Linked DNA regions of Pan troglodytes: region 1 is linked to region 2. Evidence: chromatin contacts called from public HiChIP or PLAC-seq data. All regions are on one chromosome and are shown on one strand. Each heading gives the region's core, a stretch centred on a gene start, on an enhancer-like site or on the middle of the called end of the contact. The rest is flanking DNA. Distances are from core to core; before and after follow the strand shown.

Region 1 (2,883 bases), core at 24-2,523, 580 kb before region 2:
TGAGGTGAGGGGATCACCTGAGCCCAGAAGGCAAAGGTTGCAGTGAGCCAAGATCACGCCACTGACCAAAAAAAAAAAAAAAAAAAAAAAAAAAGTAGCTGCCCACCCCAGACTTGGAAAAATGGTAAAGCCGGTTAAAATTCCAGAGACTTCCCACCAGCCTCTGACACTGCAAAGAATATACTCACCACTTAAGCCCCCAACATTAGACCAGTGCATTCGTGTCAGGAATATGTTGTCCAGGCGAGCAACCTTTAACCTAAGAATGAGAAAACATTTAAACAGGATAACAGGAACAGAACAAGGGCCACTTTTGCTATAAAAAACAACTGGCCTCACATTTCGGCTTTCAAGCCCCGTAATCAACTCCCCCTCCGAAAGCAAGAGACTGACTCACTTGTGCTCCTGCATGAGTCTCTGAATGCCTTCTCCACAGTTGAAGAGATACCTACAAGACACACATTACACAAGACATTCAGAAGGTTTTATTCTGTAAACTCTCTGACACCAATTAGATGTTTTATTGTAGACTCTGGAAAAAAAAAAAAGAAAAAAAATTAAAAGTCCACGTTGGACTACCGAGCCACATTTATGCTGGTGGGTTTTGAGCCCTCCTTAGCAGAGGTGGAGAGGAGTGGGGGCCTGTGTGTGTGGGTGCTAGGACAAAATGAGTCCTTTCTCCACCACCGGCTACACACAAGATCTGTCCACCCCACACGCTAACAACGACACACTGGCCTTGGGGTGCACGGAAGAGGGTGGAGCTCCGAAAGTGCTGACAGCCAGGCCGGGGCCCAAGGGTTGGGAAAAGGACGCTCAGACCCACGTCTGAAGTTCTTCACAGATCCCCAGAAATCACATGGATGCAAAGAATCTCGGATTTCCCACCCACCATAACTCCACGAACCCCCGCAACAGTGAACCACATGTGTGAAGTAGGGAAGCCGAAGCCCTGGGAGGTGCCCCGATGCTCAGAGGCTGCGCCGCACTGAGGGCCCAGCGGGACGGGGCGTGGCTCGTAGACTGACCGGTTGAACTCGGAGAAGACGTAGAGCGCGGCGCCCGAGTCCCGGCTACCCGCTGCCACCACCTGCAGGTACACGGTGTTTGGGCCGCCGGAGCACCCCGACGGTCCGCGCTTCTCTCGCGTGCGCAGGTGCCGCAGCGGGTCCTTGCGCGGCCGCTCGCGGCGGGCGGGTGCCTGCGATATGGTGCGTCCCTGCGACATGGTGCGTCCGGCCGCGGACCGCAGCAGCGAGCAAAGCGCCCACATGCGCCCGTCTCCACCAAAACTGAGAAAGCCGCCGGTCACCTACGCCCGCGTTTCCCGTGCACCACCTAGCCGCTCCGCATGGCGGATCCAGCCAATCAGCGCGCCGTGCACCGAGCTTCCCGCCTACGCGAGGCTGCTCATCCAATAGAAAGGAGCTTTACCGCTCGGGACTTGTCAATTGACAGCGGCCATAGAGTAGAGGAATACTAGAGCGTCTCAAGCGGCCCCGCCCCTAGTTCTGTTCCGGATTCCCGGCCGCAATTTTTTCCGGAAGCTGTTTTTCTCCTGGGGTGGGACTTCCGGAAGCACAGTGCCAGGAAAAGCCTTCCTGGGGAAGGCGGGTCCTAGGAGTTTGGAGTTTCGCTAAAACGCTCCTGTTCCCACCAGATAAGAGCTGTGTCGTTAGGGCACGTCAGTCCCTCAGAGCTTGAGTTAGAGGTGGTTGTAGTGGTTGTGAGGATTAAATGTGAGGAAATCAATTGTATTGAGCATTAGCATAAGCGCTTTGCTAATTTTATTTCCATTGTAATTCGTATGCATACATGTTAGAACTTGATCATTTTTACGTGGTGTCCCGAGCTTGTAGTCCCAGCTACTCGGGAGGCTGAGGCAGGAGAATCGCTTAAGCGCGGAGGCGGAGGTTGCGGTGAGTCGAAATCGCGCCACTGCACTCCAGCCTGGGTGACAGATCGAGACCCTGTCTCAAAACAAAACAAAACAAAAATTGTAGTGTTTTTTGGAAAGAAAAGCAAGAATAGAGGACAAGCTCTAAAGCAAGAGTCTTGGCTCATTTGTTAGCTGCGTGATCTTGACCTCTCAGAGCCTCAGCTTTCTTATCTGTAAAATGTAATAACAGCAATAACAATATCTCCTACTTCAGAATATAGAATTCAGTCACCTGATAATATATCAATAGCCCTTTGAGTGGCACTGTCACAGAAGAGGCACCCAGTAAATGATAGAAAATTAATACAAAATGGTTCAACTCCTAGACAATATAGCTGACCAGGGACATCACAGAAGTAGATGTCCCAATACCAGCTTTTTGAAAAAAAACACCCAGTCCCCTCTTACGTAGCTAATGAGGATTTCTCACTGAAAGGGATATCAGTTAAAGCCGCTAGAAATACAGGGAGCTCCCTTAAAAGAGGAAGATAATTTACCTGGAAGCTCCACTCAAATATGATTTTTTAAAGATAATTTACCTGGAAGCTCCACTGACATATGATTTTTTAAAATAAATACTGAAAGATGTCACTTTTATTCAGGAAGTAAGGGAGATTCAAGTCATGTAGATTCCTACTCGAAAATCTTGACACCTGACTTTCCAGGATCACATTTTCATATGGAGACCAGTTTCCTCTTGGTTTCTTCAGTTAAGTCAAAACTACACGTTCCTCTTTCCCCATATATTTTTGCTCATTAGTGTATTTCTTGAGCTGTTTTCATTCAAATATGAAATTTTTTATGGAAGATTATCACCCACGGTGTGAAAACGTTTTGTACTTGAAATAACCATCCCAGTGAGGGTCAGGAAAACACTTCAGATCTACTTTACACAGTTAGAGGGTGTTACAAACTGAAAAGATTATCATACCACCATCTCCATA
Region 2 (2,738 bases), core at 107-2,606:
TCTTTTGTCTTCTTCTTTTAATTGGCTACCTTATTTGTAAAGAGGATTGAAGATCTTTAGAAAAGTTTCTGTCAGTCAAAAGACAAAAGTTACTTTTCCCTGCAAATATCAAAAGCACTTTACAAAACTCATTCCTTGCCCTCAAACAAAAGTTATTGCCAAGCGTCCTTTAAAATACAGAGCCTGGTTGCTTTCCCTTGCTCAGACAGACATATATTTTCCAAACTACCCAGATTCTCTGGTTCTTGACACTTTTACTAAGTCTCTATATTACTTCCCACCTAGGACAACTATCTGGCAAAAGGTCAAGGTAAATAAACACCTGATGGTAAAGACTGTGTTAACCACAAAGAACTTTCCAAAAGATAAAGAATGAAAACGGGCTTCCTTGGGAAGGAGAAGGCAATCTATTAATTGTTGAACAGGTTTCTAATTTAGAAGAGACTTTTTTTTTCCTTTAGTTAAATACATGAATACTTTCGCAGAGCAGGAGAAAGAGACCATACTGGCTATTTACTGGCAAGGGATTCCCAAGGATGAAAATTATGAAGGCCAGAATTTCCCTCCCACTCTCTCCTTCAACATCCACTTCCCAGGAAGGAGAAGGCGGAGAGGGAAGAAAGACCCTTGACGACCCTTCGCCTTCTGCATGAAGTGGGGAGGAGGGCGAACTGGGGGTCACCGAGGGCTCCTCCACGTCTTTCCCAGCCCAGGACCCCCGGATCCTTCAGCCCCAGCCCTGGCCCGCCCCGCTCACCGGTACCAGGCGAGGCCCTTGTCGTAGCTGCGGTCGAAGAAGTGGGGCTCGGCGCCCACGGCGCGCACGTCGGGGTGCACGCGCAGGAACTCCAGCAGCGCCCGCGTGCCGCCCTTCTTCACTCCGATGATGATGGCCTGCGGCAGCTGCTTGCTGCCTTCGTCCAGGAGCAGCGCCAGGGTCCCCGGCGGGGCCTCGGCCACGGTGCTTCCGGCCCCGGAGCCGCCCGGACCCCCTGACAGGCCAGGGGACTCTTCTTCCCAGGCCGCCTCCTCGCCGTCGTCGCGGGGCGCGGGCGGCCGGCGCCTCCGCCACTGCGGCAGTTGCAGGAGGCGCTTTCTCTGTGCCGCCGCCGGCCACACCGCCAGCTCCCTCGGGCCTCCGGCCAGGACGCCGCCACCAGGGGCCCCCGCCTCCTCGCCGCCGCCGGACAGCCCCACGACGGGGCCGGACAGGGTCTGGCAGCGCTCGGCCAGGCAGTAGAAGACGTAAAGGGACGTGAGCAGGGAGCAGAGCATCAGCAAGAACTTCCGGAAGATGCTGCGGGACAGCGGCTCGGACGAGGTGGAGAGGGCACTGGCCGGGCCCGGAGGGGCCATCCTAGCCGGAGGCGACGTCGGGCAACGCGCCGGCCATGCTAGGCCTGGACCCCGACTGGTGCCAGAGCATCCCCCCGGCGGGCCAGCGCGCTGGACGGAGGCCACATCGCCGTGCGCCCCTGTGGCCGTGCGAACTGTCCCGGGAGGCAGCGGCCGGGGCTCCGCGGGGAAACGGAATCCCGGGGGCCCCGCGCAGGATCCCTGCCTCCAGTCGAGGGGGCGGGAAGGGGAACGCGGGTCCGTGCTTAAGAAACCATCGTCTTAGACTCGCCCAAGTCCTGAGCTTGGGGCAGCCTTGGCCCCTCGGTTCCCCGCAAGAGTAGCCGGAATCGGGGTCTTGGCAGCGGTGTCGAAGGCGTGCGTCTCAGCCCCGGCCCCGAGAGACTTCTCGGCGCGGATCTCCGCTCAGCGATCCTGCATCACTGGCTCGGTCCCCGTGAGGGCACGCGCGGCTGCCGGGCCTCTGCGCTCCGTGCGCTCCAGACAGTGGCGAGCGACAGTGACTTCCAGCCCCGGCTTTCTCTGGTCCCCTTGCCCGCCTGGGCGCGTTCTCTCCGCCCGAGTTCAGGTTCTCTCGGCCAAGGAGCGAGGTCCCCCCGAGTCCCTCTGCCCGAGCGGGAGACAGGAGGCCCGTGCAGAGCCGTCCACCCCTCTCCGTAGCGCCGGGTTGCTCCAAATTGCTCTTGGACCCCACCTGTGAGCCGCGTGGCTGGGCTGGGCTGGGCTGCGCGGGACCTGTCAGCGGCCCCCGCCACTCTGCTCGCAGGCGCTCACCGGCTGCCTCCTGGGCCGCCGCTGCCGCCGCCACACGTGGGACGCCGAGGGCAGCAAACTTGCTGGTGACGTCAACGGCCCAGGCCGGACCAGCCCCCGGACGAGCGCAGCGGGGCGCGGACCAGCGGCCAGGCGGGGCCAGACGGACGGGGTGGGATGGAGAAAAGGTGGCGCGGGCTCCGCAGCAGCCGCCCAATGGCACTGGAGAGGGCGGGGGCGGCAGGGGCGACGCCCCTTCCCCAGTGTCCCCCATTCCTCCCCGCGGCTTCGCCCCCTTCCAGTGGATCCGGTGTCTGCGGCGGCTCCGGGGTTGCCTGAGTGACAGCTAAGGCCGGCCGGATCTCTGGGGGCCTGACTTCCACCCAAGACGCCACTAGCTTGGTGAGGGGCTCCAGAGCTCTCCACCGCAGCTCAGCCCTCCGCAGCCCTGACCCTCTCCAGGTTCCCCGCGCTCTGCTCCCCTCTTGGCACTGTTGCCCTATCCTTCCCCATCCCACTGCTTTCCATCGCCTGGAACCTACTCCTCGTCCCCTTGGAAGTTTTGTTTGCAGCAGTTCCCAGTACTGCGCTGCGCGCCACGCCCCCGTTTGTCTGGAGCAAACCGAATT

The links. HiChIP or PLAC-seq counts read pairs in DNA pulled down with a chosen protein or histone mark.
Region 1: an H3K4me3 HiChIP or PLAC-seq map of stem cell-derived excitatory neurons shows a contact between it and region 2, with 2.7 times the contacts expected there. The contact joins the promoter of ELAC2 here to the promoter of HS3ST3A1 in region 2. A contact is called at or near these places in 2 of 7 Hi-C or Micro-C datasets (induced pluripotent stem cells and stem cell-derived neural progenitor cells) and 1 of 1 datasets of contacts at active chromatin or transcription factors (stem cell-derived excitatory neurons).

Annotation. Positions count from the first base shown.
Region 1 is chr19:57,678,262-57,681,144 of NHGRI_mPanTro3-v2.0_pri, reverse strand. ELAC2 (elaC ribonuclease Z 2) reads right to left here and starts at 1,273. Exons shown (of 24, transcript NM_001009034.1): 1 at 1,029-1,273; 2 at 398-448; 3 at 189-259. The coding sequence starts at 1,273.
Region 2 is chr19:57,095,589-57,098,326 of NHGRI_mPanTro3-v2.0_pri, reverse strand. It overlaps HS3ST3A1 (heparan sulfate-glucosamine 3-sulfotransferase 3A1), which reads right to left and starts at 1,356. Exons shown (of 2, transcript XM_511827.8): 1 at 758-1,356. The coding sequence starts at 1,356.